3 separate regions of the Rattus norvegicus genome follow, and regions 1 and 3 are each linked to region 2. A link is a contact called in public Hi-C data. All regions are on one chromosome and are shown on one strand. The core of a region is the stretch at or near the end of the contact, and the rest is flanking DNA. Distances in the headings are between cores, read along the strand shown.

Evidence for each region. Hi-C and Micro-C count contacts between places; a contact is called where the count stands out from the background.
Region 1: a contact with region 2 is called in a Hi-C map of prefrontal cortex, with 3 times the contacts expected there. The contact joins the promoter of Uap1 here to the promoter of Hsd17b7 in region 2. A contact is called at or near these places in 2 of 12 Hi-C or Micro-C datasets (frontal cortex and prefrontal cortex).
Region 3: a contact with region 2 is called in a Hi-C map of the A7r5 cell line, with 4 times the contacts expected there. The contact joins the enhancer-like site here to the promoter of Hsd17b7 in region 2. A contact is called at or near these places in 9 of 12 Hi-C or Micro-C datasets (the A7r5 cell line, the Rat2 cell line, Schwann cells and 5 more) and 1 of 1 datasets of contacts at active chromatin or transcription factors (oligodendrocytes).

What each region holds. Positions count from the first base shown.
Region 1 is chr13:84,908,390-84,912,716 of GRCr8, reverse strand. Uap1 (UDP-N-acetylglucosamine pyrophosphorylase 1) reads left to right here and starts at 2,478. Exons shown (of 11, transcript NM_001191930.1): 1 at 2,478-2,641. LOC102549303 (a long non-coding RNA gene) reads right to left here and starts at 2,272. Exons shown (of 2, transcript XR_359101.5): 1 at 2,135-2,272; 2 at 1,054-2,016.
Region 2 is chr13:84,720,830-84,725,034 of GRCr8, reverse strand. Hsd17b7 (hydroxysteroid (17-beta) dehydrogenase 7) reads left to right here and starts at 2,281. Exons shown (of 9, transcript NM_017235.3): 1 at 2,281-2,384; 2 at 3,939-4,142. The coding sequence starts at 2,350.
Region 3 is chr13:84,869,080-84,873,084 of GRCr8, reverse strand. No RefSeq gene overlaps it. Among named protein-coding and RNA genes, the nearest start is that of Uap1, 39 kb to the left of the region's middle. Within about 2 kb of position 1,989, at least 8 of the 93 cell types and tissues checked have an H3K27ac peak or open chromatin away from gene starts, as enhancers often do.

The DNA of each region.
Region 1 (4,327 bases), core at 1,229-3,728, 190 kb before region 2:
GTTAAGTGACGCATTTCACAAGGTTAAAATAATTTAGCAAAATATGTCTACCCAAAGTAATATAAAAACCACCATAAAACCTATTATCAATATATGACATTTTCAGATTTTAAATTATCTTGCAATAATGGTTCCTTTAAAGCATCTTTTCTCAAAAGTAAGTAGGGAAGGGAGATTACCATTTCATCTATATATGGAAAATCAGTGAAACTCATTAATATGTATAACTAATGTACATTAACAAAATAATGATGAAATGGAAGCATCTCGTATCCCAATATAGCTTGTTTGCGTCTGTGTATTTCTGTGGGTTGAGCTTATATATCCTACATCAATGCTTTTATCGTTGAGCTGTATCCCCAGCCTTATCTGTAGCTTTATCATGTGACTATTCTACTTCTCTTCATTTCCCCTGTATGTTTTCAGCTAACATTTATTATCTAACTCCTGTACGCTAGCCCTCCTTTCCCTTTCCCCTCTGTCAGCTGTATCAAGCCATTTTCTCAGTGTTGGCGATCTTTCCTTTCCAGGTCTTGTAATAGCCATCCAGGTATCTGTCTGCCCATTCACCTACCCACCTATCCAGCTCATAGACCAAAGTATTCCATTTATTTTTTAAACTGGGCTGAGCTCATGGCGCTGAAAGTATGTACCTTTTGGCAAGTATTCCCTTTTGACACTTCAATATATATATATATATATATATATATATATATATATATATATATTAGTATCAGTGAGGTAACTGCAGTTAGCAAAGGTGCGAGGTTGCCAATGGGAAGGAAAACCAAAGCCTCAGTCACGAAGGCTGAATATTAACGGGCAGCCTTCCAAAACTAAGGGCTGACTTTGGGGGAAAATGTCATCCCTTTGTTCTCTCTGAGCTCTAGGGCCCTCATCTGAGCCATTGCTGCTGCACTCCTGGCCCTCCCTTTGGAAAAAGGAGCATCCATGTCCTCTGCCTCTCTCATTGTCCTAGAAGTCGCTTGAAGAGATAGACCCGATTCCCCTGTAGAGTCTATCATACGGTCTAGCGTAGAATGACTCAATAAATACGTTTTGAACAATATGCTCTTTATTGAAAGCTGTGGCTGCCAGTTTCTTAAGAGAATACTTCAGCCCCAGGGACTTGCATAGGTAAAAATCAAGGGACTCTGGGCAATCTCCATTGTGTACAGGCTCTGTTCTTCACTTAAGACTTCACACTTTCAAAACTGGAAGTATGAAAACCAGAGAACACACCCGTGTTGTTATACTTGCTCCAGGAAGGTACACCTGCCACTATCAACAGCACTGTGAGTGGCATTTACAGCTTCTCAGTCGACGTGGCATTCTGATAGGATTTCAGAGGGCATTCAAGACTAAGGCCAAGCAAATACTGCTAATAATATATCACACCCTTCCTTGATCCTGTTCCCCCAAGCTCTTTTTCCATCTACCTAACCTTTCAAAGCCACAAAGGTTCTTTATCAAATGGAAAACTATCTATTTATTTATGAATGATACTCCTTGTTAAGTGATAAAATTCCTAACCGACATAAGTTGATAGTAAAGTCTGAATGAAAAATGAATTCTCAAGAATGAGTAAGAAAACGTTGAAAATGTAAATGAGGAAGTCTATCCACCAGATGGAAACCATCAGACTTTCTCTAGGATCCAGGATATGTTAAATTTAGTTGCTTTTGACATCTCAACAAATTGGACTCTTTCAGAACCTGCAAAACCCAACATAACTCTAAATATAAATGCAACTTCATGACACTATAGCCTGCACGTGCACACCGGCTACCTCTGGTGTAACAGGACAGTTGAGTTCTGCCCTCCCAGCTAAGTCCCGCTCCCTGGACTGGTTCTCACTGACTGGCACACTTAGCACGACCTCGGGTTATCTAATCCCTTTTGCTTGCATTTCTTCTTTCACTTGTGTGCTGTGCAAAAGGTAATCTGGCTGTCTTGATACCCAAGAGACTCAGAAGACAATGACGGAGGAAGCCTGGGTCACTGGCAAGCAGTTATCTGGAAAATAAGAGACAAAAATCAGCTAGCTTAAGGTCACAGGCCTGCCCCGGAGGGATCTCTGCCCAGAAACCCGCGGGTCTTTCCCAACACCCGTAGGCGTTCGGAAATCCGTCACCTGAAGAATCACTGCCTGCTCGGAGATCCGTTCGGGGCGCGCTGATCCGCCCCGGGTGACCTTAAGGACCCGCCCTACAGTAGGTACTTAAGGTGGCGCCGGGCCTCACCGCCCGCAGGCTGCGAGCGTAGCCAGCTCCGGCCCCGCAAGTGCGTGAGAGGGCGGTGCCGCAGACTGACAGGACACCTAAACATCCTATTGGTCAAGAGTCTGAGCGACGTAAAGAGGCTCCGCCTTCCGGTCGCCGGCGCCCGCCCCTTTGGCCGCTCTCGGTCGCTGACGTGTCCAGCCGGCAGGCTTCCGCTCCGCCCCTGGGCCGCAGCCACTCACCGCGGCGAAAGGGGCGGGGTGGCCGGGGCCCGCGCTCCCCTCGGCTGCTGCTCGCGGCCCGCCCCGCCGCCCCGGCCCCTCGGATGACCGTATATATTCCAGGCGGGCGCGGGACGCCGGCAAGTAGCCGAGGCGAAGAAGCCGGAGCCTAGTCCAGCCGCGGGAGTGTCGAGGGAGGTAGGAGCCCCCTTCACGCGCGCGCTCCCAAGCCAAGCGCGTGGACCCGGCTACGGGTTGCCACTCGGTGCTCGGCGCCGGCTGCTCGGAGCTTCGGAGGGGCGTGGGCTGTGTCGCGGCGGGTCGGGGATGCGCAGAGGGTCTGGTGCGAGACCAGGGAGAGGAGGCTGGAGTAGTGATGGAGTCCCCGGCGCGTGTCCCCGCTGTTTTGAGTGGGGCCTCACCTAGATGGGGAAGAGGAAACACGAGGGTCTCAGGCTAGGGCCCGGGCATAGTTGTGCCATTTCTGGGGGTCCCCAGTGGGAATAAGTGGTCGCTGGTTCTGTCAGGGGAAAGCGAGTTGGGGTGTTTTGAATCCACGAGGGTAAGAATTGGTAGTTCCGACAAGGACAGTGGATCCCAATGGGGGATGTGGCTAACATAGGACCCGCTTCCCTTGATACAGATAGTTAGAGAGGTCCAGATTTCAGGGTCTCCCCTCAGATGAACGATGAGGCTGGAGGGCTGAGAGCGCACATATGCTTTTGAAGATTTCTAAAAGTTTGGTCTGAGACTGGCTGGTCTTCATCAGCACACTGTGAAATCTGAAATCCGGTGGTAATGATCATGCTAATACGTATGTATTTATGTGAGGCAAAAGTTTAGGGACTTGGAGGTGAAGTTCACTGGGCTTGGATCCAAGAGTTTCCAGGGAACTGAAGGCATTTGTCTATTTCATTATTAGTTGACTCACTTGGCTAAGGGAAAAGACTTCATAGTCTGTGCTGTTAGTCAGCGGTTAGGACTCAAGTTTGTCTCAGTTACCCCCCCCCCCCCAACCTTTTTTTTTTTTTCCTGTTTTTGTTTGTTTGTTTTTGTTTTTGAGACAGGGTTTCTCTGTAGCCCGGGTTGTCCTGGAACTCACTCTGTAGACCAGGCTGGCCCAGAACTCATAGAGATCCATTTGCTTCTGAGTGCTTGGATTAAAGGCGTGTACTACCACCGCCTAGTTCCATATGTTTTGTTTTGTTTTTTTTTTCAAAAGCGATTTACTAACCTATTCTGAGGGCATATAGCAGTAGAGGTGGGTGGGGGGAGGAAATGGGAAATACTGGACTTCTTTAATGTGGCATTTAAATTCTAATAAAGGCATGTTTGATAATGGTTTGTCGTTTATGTTGATCCAGGTGTGTTAGGTTGGAGGCACACACCAAATTTAGTCATAATTTCTAGTGTAGACTTTTGATCTTAGTATAAAAATCCACATCTTTTAAAGTCTCTTCTCTGTTGCTGTATACCATTTACTTACACACGCACACCTCTTACAAAAATCAGGAGATATACTATGGTTATAGTTGTGTCGGGTAAATATAAGTCATGTTTATTATGAATGTTACATAACACATAAATGGATAGATATGAATTTGGTAACAAGTTTTATAGATTGCTGGTTTCTGGGACCAGATATCAAAGTTTACAATAAGTTATTTTATTTGCCTGAACATGTTTTTTCTAAGCACCTATAGGGGAATAGTACTTATTGAATGAGTTTTTTTTTTTTTTTCCCTGAGACAAGGTTTCTCTGTGTATCTCTGGCTGTCCTAAAACACATTCTGTAGATCAACCAGGCCTCAAACTCAGAGATATACCAGCCTCTGCCTCTGACCAGACCACACTGACCCGGAACTCACAGAGATCTATCTGTCT
Region 2 (4,205 bases), core at 1,032-3,531:
ATTCACATCTGTAAATCCTTCTCTTCCACAGTCCTTGGATCCTACACAGGGCAACACGTGACCCTTTACCATCAATAAGTTGGGTAAAATTCTGAGTTAGTTTTGAGCCAGACTGAATGTGGGTTTTTTTTTTTTTGAGGGAAGAGGGTTGAAAAATATGAACAAGAAAAACTCCACAGCCCCAACTGACAGTTATTCATCAGTCCTGTTTGCAAATTAGAGGCCGTCAATTCTGGGAATATTTCTAAGAACCAAGAGTAGAGTTTTATTATCAGAGCAAAGGACACATCCTTACCTACTGTATCATAAAAGGAAGAGATCAGTGTCCAAATTTAGTGTAGAGACAGATTTATTATATGGATTTATTATACATACATACATATACATACATACATATATATATATATATATATATATATATATATATATATATATATATAGAGAGAGAGAGAGAGAGAGAGAGAGAGAGAGTTGCTGACACCTGCTCAACTCATACCAAGGCTTGCCAGTGATGGGTAGACTCACTGTGTACCAAACTGTTCTGGTACCCAACAGCAGAAGCCCTCAAACAACACAAACCTAAGATGAGTAGTTTGGAGTGAAGTAAAAACAAAAAAACCAAAACCCAACACTCAATTGTGAATTAAAATATATTTCGATTGTTCTAGGTTGTGACTCTCCTATGACAAATTACTTTAAAAAGAAAGCACTCTAGATTAACAGTCCAGTCCATCCCTTGATGGTCACAGAGCTTTGGAAGCAGCAACTTAGAGTACAACCAAACGAGGAAGACACCCGGATTTCCTCACCGGGCTAGGACAGAAGTGGTGGAGGAGGAGAGACTTTCTCTGAAGTCTTCCGGGCCTCGTCTAACTCAGAGCCGGTCAGCCCTGCACCGGTTCTCATCCGAGACAGTGGAGAGGCTGAACCCCTCCCCGACACACGCAGCCTCCTGAGGGTCTTCAAGCACGGCATCCATGCAAACAGTTGCACGACACAGCTTTCAAAAACATCTCAAAATAGACCTTGTAATACGTCCACTGAGTTTACAGTTGGGCGGTGGGCCACTTTGGTAGCCGCCCTAGGGTGCAGTGCATACACCTGTCCCACCCTAGACTCCCCACTCTCCCGTTTCTTTTAAAAAGCGAGCATTTTTTCCGCTGCTCTTTTGCAGCCACTTCTGACCTCCAGGGCTTAAAAGGATCATCTGGGCATGGAATCTCAAGGTGGAGGATCTTTATTTTTCACTCCAAGGCTTTAGGAAATGTGTTGTTACCATCTTTGACGAACAGCTGAAATGATCAGTTTTCTTAAGTTTTAGCAGTTCGTTGGTGTCATTAATCGAAACATATCGATTAAAGTCCAGAAAAGGTGTTATCAGTCATTTAGGATCACAGCTATTCATCGTTAAGTACAGCTTTGAAAGAGGCATAAAGTTTGTTCAGTCACCCTATGTATTAGTTCGTTCACTCAAGGTTAACTGTAAGTAGCGAAAGCTGGAATAACGATTAACAGCTGTGCGGGATACTTTTATGTGAAGTGAATTTAATGAAAATTGGGAGTTATGTATGCACTTGCCCTTCCCTCTCTCAATACCTAGCCTCACCCCCTCCGAAGCCCTCATCTGGGATAGTTTGGCGTTCCCCCCCCCACCAAACCAAACCAAAACGAAAAACAACAACAACAACAACAACAACAACAACAAAAACCAAAAAAACAAAACAAAAAGCAACCAACCAAACAAAAAACATTACAGCAGCCTGATAGGCACTGAAGGAGATGACAGTTCCCATTCCTTTAGAGTTTTGAGACTCTGGTTTTCATTCCACACTCAGAGACTGAAATTGCTAATTTACCAGTGATTCGACATAAATAAAAGTCAATGAAATCCACGTTCTCTTTCTCAAAGACGAAGCTTTAGAAAAGGATAGGAAGGTGGATCTACACGCCCCAAGGAGCCACCTTTGACTTGGATTCCTGCAGCCCAGCCTCTCCCTGGGAAACCCGGCTGAGCCAGGCTCGCCTCACTCAGAACAAAGACTCCGCCCTACAGTGACACCCACTGCCCGCTGGCTTGAGCAGACTGGGGGCGGGGACTTCCTGGATTGGCTAGGGCTCCTGGGTCGCGTGGCTCCGCCCCTCGGCCTATCTCACCTCACCCGGTGTGGGCGTGGAGAGAAGACGCCGAGTTGCGATTGGCGGGCCCAGCGCGGGGAACGGATGACGCAGGAGAGGTGGGGCCTGGTTGAGCCTTGATTGGTCGGGGTGCGCGTGGTCAGGGATCGTGGTTCTGGCTGAGAGCTGCTGAGAACCGTGGACGGGGTGGAACTCCGCTGCAAGGCGTGAATGATGCGGAAGGTGGTTTTGATTACCGGGGCGAGCAGGTGAGGTCTCCCGTGGAACCCTGGAGGTTAGGTTCCGGGGTTTGGAGAAGCGTAGGTCGGTGACTCACCTCGGTAGGGTCCACAGTGACACCATCCCTCCCTTCTCTGACTTTTTCAAGAGGTGTGGTCATGCCTGCCTCACTGGGTGCTCGGTGACAGGCGCTTTGAATTAAACATGACAATGGAAAGTGACTGATCAGCCCCGCAGTGATGCCGACCCTATGCTCTCAAGGGACCGTCAGTCTCGGGAGAGTAATTAATTGTAGGTGCCCACAGTTCACTTTTAACCCTAGGCGCAGTGGCGCGTCGTACACTCCGGGTGTTTAAATGTTAGCGCCCATGAACTTTAGGACAATTGGGAAATTTCATTACTGCAGTACATTTCGCATACTATCCCCAGGAACATACAGAACGATCAGTCTTGTGGCTATGACTTGTGCTAATCCAGGTGTCAGTTCAGTCACTCCAGGCTTGCCCACTTAACCCTTGATCCGCTTTATTGCCTAGTAGGCTTGTCATTTGTTCACAAAGAATGGAGGATTCCCCCAGCTGGTTGCACTGGTATTTTTGAGGAGTTAATACAGGATTTGCTAAATGCCACCGAAGCCTGTTTCAGTGATCCAATTACATCTACGTTAACTAAACCAGTGTAGGAAGGGGTCTGCCCTGGGCTTTTTGTTAGTGTGAATTCTCCTTTAGGTCAACTGGTTTTTGGTGGTTCTTACAAGGAAAGTGCCTATAAAGTCGGGCCCGATTTTGTGTGATTTCGATATACCGTGCTGTGTGCAACTTATATTAAAGGTCTGATAGTTGAAGTAAGGATGACTAGGCCCATACTATGTTTGATACTTTGCTAGCAGGCCACCAGATTATGTGGGTTCTAGACTCACATTGGGGCTCCCTTTGCTGGCAGTCTGCGTGAGAATTTGTAACCCGGGATGGCATTGCTGCCAGCAGTGGGCCCCATCTGCTGGGCACTTTGATATCACTCGGACCCAGTGTATCTAAAGCCTCTGGGCTCTGCTTCTCTGTCTTTGGCACCATCTGATTGCTATTTCTGCTCTCTGTCTACTTTCATTGAGGGCTTTTTTCTTACTGTTGGTTATTCTGCTGTGCTACTGTGTAGTCTCTTGAATAACAAAAGAAACACCAAAAACAACCCAAACCCCAAATCAAAACCTCACTGGTTCACTTACTAGGATTTACAGCCCTCCTAGTAGCAACAGTGAGAACCCTTGGCAGCACAAGAATATGGGGGCACAATAAACAGTTGCTAAAACCCTCTCGGGATATGTTAAATCACACTCCAACAGGTACCCCAAACCTCACTTACTGTGTCATTGAACTGTATTAGAGGGGAACAACTGGATGTTGCTTATCAGTGTGACTTATCAGGAGGGATTCCTCCTTCATATAACGTTTGGGTATTTTCTCTCTGCCTGGGCTTCTCATTGCAGCTCATATCAACACAGTCAATTTTCTGAGCCAGAGACAACTGCCTTCATTTAACACCATTTCAAGGAACTCACGCTTGTGCCTGAATTGTCCTTTCAGTGGCATTGGGCTGGCCCTTTGCGGTCGGCTGTTGGCAGAAGACGATGACCTTCACCTGTGTTTGGCGTGTAGGAACCTGAGCAAAGCAGGAGCTGTCCGTGATGCCCTGCTGGCCTCTCACCCCTCCGCCGAGGTCAGCATTGTGCAGATGGATGTCAGCAACTTGCAGTCGGTGGTCCGGGGAGCAGAGGAAGTCAAGCGAAGGTGAGTCTTTTTTTGATGGATTGCTGCCTATCGTAAAATCAGTCAAATCAGAAAAGGCAGGAA
Region 3 (4,005 bases), core at 740-3,239, 150 kb before region 2:
GAATGTTTTACCAGTTCTCTAGGCTTTCCTTAGCCTAATGAAGTTGGCACAAAATTAACATCTCACCACTGTGGGAATATAGATGCTCAATGGATCACTAAATTCTAACAACATAATGTATGCCACCCACTAAAATAGTCCTGTGAACTTTAAAAAGCTCACAGCACAGAAGCGAGCAGGAGGCTAATGGCTGTGTCAGCCTGCTCCAGTCTCCGGGATGTGCTAGGCTAAATTACTGCTAGGCTAAATTTATGTTTAAAAATTTTGGCTGAGTTTTTTCATTTGAGAAGAGAACCGAGGAGAAATTTTCACTTTGTCACAATGACATTATTCCAAATATGTAGTGATCAAGAATTGGCAAAAATAAATTTACAGTAGAAAAATAGAATACCGAAGTCCTAAAGAAGGGATGTCAACTGAGTGAGGGAAGATTGCCAGGGTTAGAAACACTCTACTTGGGCAGTGGTTCATGGAGTCATTTAAAGAAGAAAAAAAAATCCTAAAAACCGAACAGCTAAGATTTGTCATTATTCTTTGAAGTTATGCCTCAATTAAGAAGAAAGACATTGTATGCCGCACGCAGTTTTGTTTCAAAATGTATGAGAATTCATTGGTCAAAGATGGGGTTTAAATAACTTAAAATTTCAGTACTAGGATATGGAAGAGTAGGGATTAAAATCCAAGTCTCCTGGCTCTCAAATCTTGCCACACGATCCAATCCAGACAGCATTCTGGAAATGTTGAGCACAAATTAAAGCATTTGAAAGAGGAGCAGATGGAAACTGTTGTGTTTTAACAAGGTCGAAGCTCTCTGTGCTGAAGAGGAAATGGAAAAGCTAAGAAGGGACATCAATTTTTTTTTTTTTTTTTTTTTTTTTTGTGAACATCACCACCAATAGTTGAAGGAAGAGGCGAGTGGGCAAGCTTTGGCCTTCAGTATCTTAGTTGGGAAGGATCACAGCACAAGAAGAGAGAGGGCCAGATGATGACGTGGCCAGCTGTGGGCCCAGCCATACTTGGGCTACTGTGAAATAATGGGCATCTTGACAAGGTTATGCAATGTAGCCAAAAGCCAATCAATTGTTCCTGGGTCTGGGTGACATTTTCTTGTTATTGGGAAGGTAGGTTGTGTGTGTGCGTGTGTGTGTGTGTGTGGACATATGTATAAGTGTACTTGTGTATGTACATGTGTATATGTGCACATGTGCATGTACATGTGTGTGAGTGTGCATGTGTGTATGTGTGGATATATGTGTGTAAGTGTACATGTGTGTATGTATGTGTATATACATGTGTATATGTACGTGTGTGTGTGTGTGTGAGTATGTACATATGTATGTGTGACAGCAGAGCACTTCTGGGAATAATTAACATTTGAGAGAACTGGGCTATATTTAGGCAAATCTAATTGTTTCAAGGGAAAGGTTCCTACATTCTTAGCACATGTTTGTCTGCTCATAAAAGACATACTGAAGAGTAGAGCATTTGACTGCCTGAATTTGGCACGTGTCAGAACGGCATAGTAGAAGAGGGCCTGAGAGCACAAGATCCTGCCCAACTGCATTCATTGAGCAATCAGGAAATGGAATAGAAATCTTGATAACTTAGATATAGGAGATGGGAAGAAAAAACAATCAGCCTGCAATTTGTGTCTCGGGTTGCAGGGAAAACAGAGTACCCTTGAAGAGAAGACACTTGAGGTTTCATTCTCAAAGATGAGCATATTCAAATGGAGAATCAATTAAAGGCTCAGGGTACTATTACAATCAGCATTGATTAGTCAAAAGCTATTGGGGGAGGGGTTGTTGCTTTATTGTTTAGTTCTTAAGTACGAACTTGGTAGGGGACAACATTGTGTCACAATGTCCAAAAGATTGGACACATCTGTGTACCTTCTGAAATCCTCTACAATATAGTAGCTCTGGTCTTTTCACCCCCATGACTTAACCTAGCTTTAATATGCCAAGCTGTCAGAAGGACTAGTGTAAAGAAAACTTGAGGCTGATAATATGAGGGTATCAGACCCAGTCTGGTGGTACACACCTATAATTACAGCTCCTGAGAAACGGAGGCAGGAGAATCTCAATTCATAGTGAGTTTGGAGCGAGGCTGAAAGACACGAAACTCTGTCATGAGCAAACATAAAATATGAGGGTAATATTCAAAGCCCGAAACAGAATATTTTTGGCAGGGTTGCTTCCTCACATCTTCTGACTGAGTTATAGACTATTTCCTGTGAGTCAGCTGTCTCCCTGACGAGAGTGCAGGCTTGTCTAGGGTCTTGGCTGGTCTAGGTTCTTCGTGGCTTTTGTGGAAGGTTTACATCTGAGCAGCAGAGGGCAGTACAAACGCACGCTGGGATGAATTAACGTGTCAGCCTTGGTTCAGGAGCTCTGGCTTTGTAGCGATGGATGTCACCATAAATCCTCACAGAGCTCACTTCCTACCCCTACCCCTTGCCCCCCAACCCCACGGGTGTGTCTTTCTGTTGTTCTCCCACTTGGAGAGGACTAGATTACTTGGTCCCAGTGCTTCATTTTGCATAGAAGTAACTGAGGTTCAAAAAGAAGCGACCCCCTTAAGGATGTACTGGATGCTAGATCTTTTAAAAATCCCCTTTTAAAAACGAGGAATTAGCTTTTTCTTACACCTTTACTTATTTATCACGCCCCCTCTATTATCTTAGAATCTCCTTAAAGTGGGTACAGCATGAAATTCTATTAAGACAATAATAACACTTAAATGATTATGATTACATAGCGGTGTCCCACAATCAGGTCTTTACTATGATTATGCTAATTTAACCTTCCTTCCTCCCTCCCTCCCTCCCTCCCTCCCTCCCTCCCTTCCTTCCTTCCTTCCTTCTTTCCTTCCATTCTTTTTTTTTCATGTCTATGAGTACGTTGTAGCTGTTTTCAGACACACCAGAAGAGGGCATCAGATCCCATTACAGATGGTTGTGAGCCACCATGTGGTTGCTGGGAATTGAACTCAGGACCTCTGGAAGAGCAGTCAGTGCTCTTAACCACTGAGCCATCTCTCCAGCCCGTCCCCCTTTCTTTCTGTGGAGTGCCTGCGGGATGCTGAGTCAGCAGAACTTGCCCTCTCATTCTCAACATTTTCTTATTTATTTCTTCCTTTTGAAGAATTTCATTTTTAGTCCCAAGCCCCTTTCACTCCCCTTGAGAGCTTTTAATCTTGCTAATAATATTGATTTAATTTCTAGTAGCATTCCTTAATTATGAGTCTTATATACAAGATCATTTTGAATCATGTATGTAGTGACAGCCCCAGCTTTATTCAATAGCAAACTTTACAGTGGAATTTTGAGCTATTCTACACTTCTATTGCGCTCATTATTACTTTTCTCCAAATCTCTGTTTTTCTATTTGTTTGTATTGGTTATATATATATATATAATTTCTATAATTATTTATAATTATATAAATATATATAACTTCTATAATTATTTATACTTGTGACATAGCTCCAAAGAGGATAAGGGAGGGTATGAGCAGTGGGGCGTGTGTCCTGGTGAACTTCACTGTGGGATTTTGAGGATTCTGGCTGGCAATATCCTTGGGCAACAATGTACCCTCCCTACCAAACCCTGTCCCTACCAAACCCTGTGTTTCCGATTAGTGTTCTCTTCTGCTCAGCTCTCTGCTTGATTCTCCTGAGTTCTGACACGATTGGCTGACATCCTTCTTAGAAGGAGCCCTGGTTCTCCTGTGGCAGAGCGGGCAGAATTGGTGGCATTGACAGCTTGGGTTAAAGAGGAGAGTTTAATTTTTGTGTGTGTTACACATTTTCTCAACCATTCTCCTCTTTGCAGCCCTGAGCCTCATCTGCACAAGCTAGGATAGGTGGCATCCTGGCCCTAACCCTTCCCAGAGAATTGTTGTCTGGTCAGCAGGGGTGTCTCTCTGTGGCAGCTCGTGGGCTTCAAAGACTTAATATGTAAAGAGATTTTGTGATGGGTCATCTTCATTGTCAACGTGACTG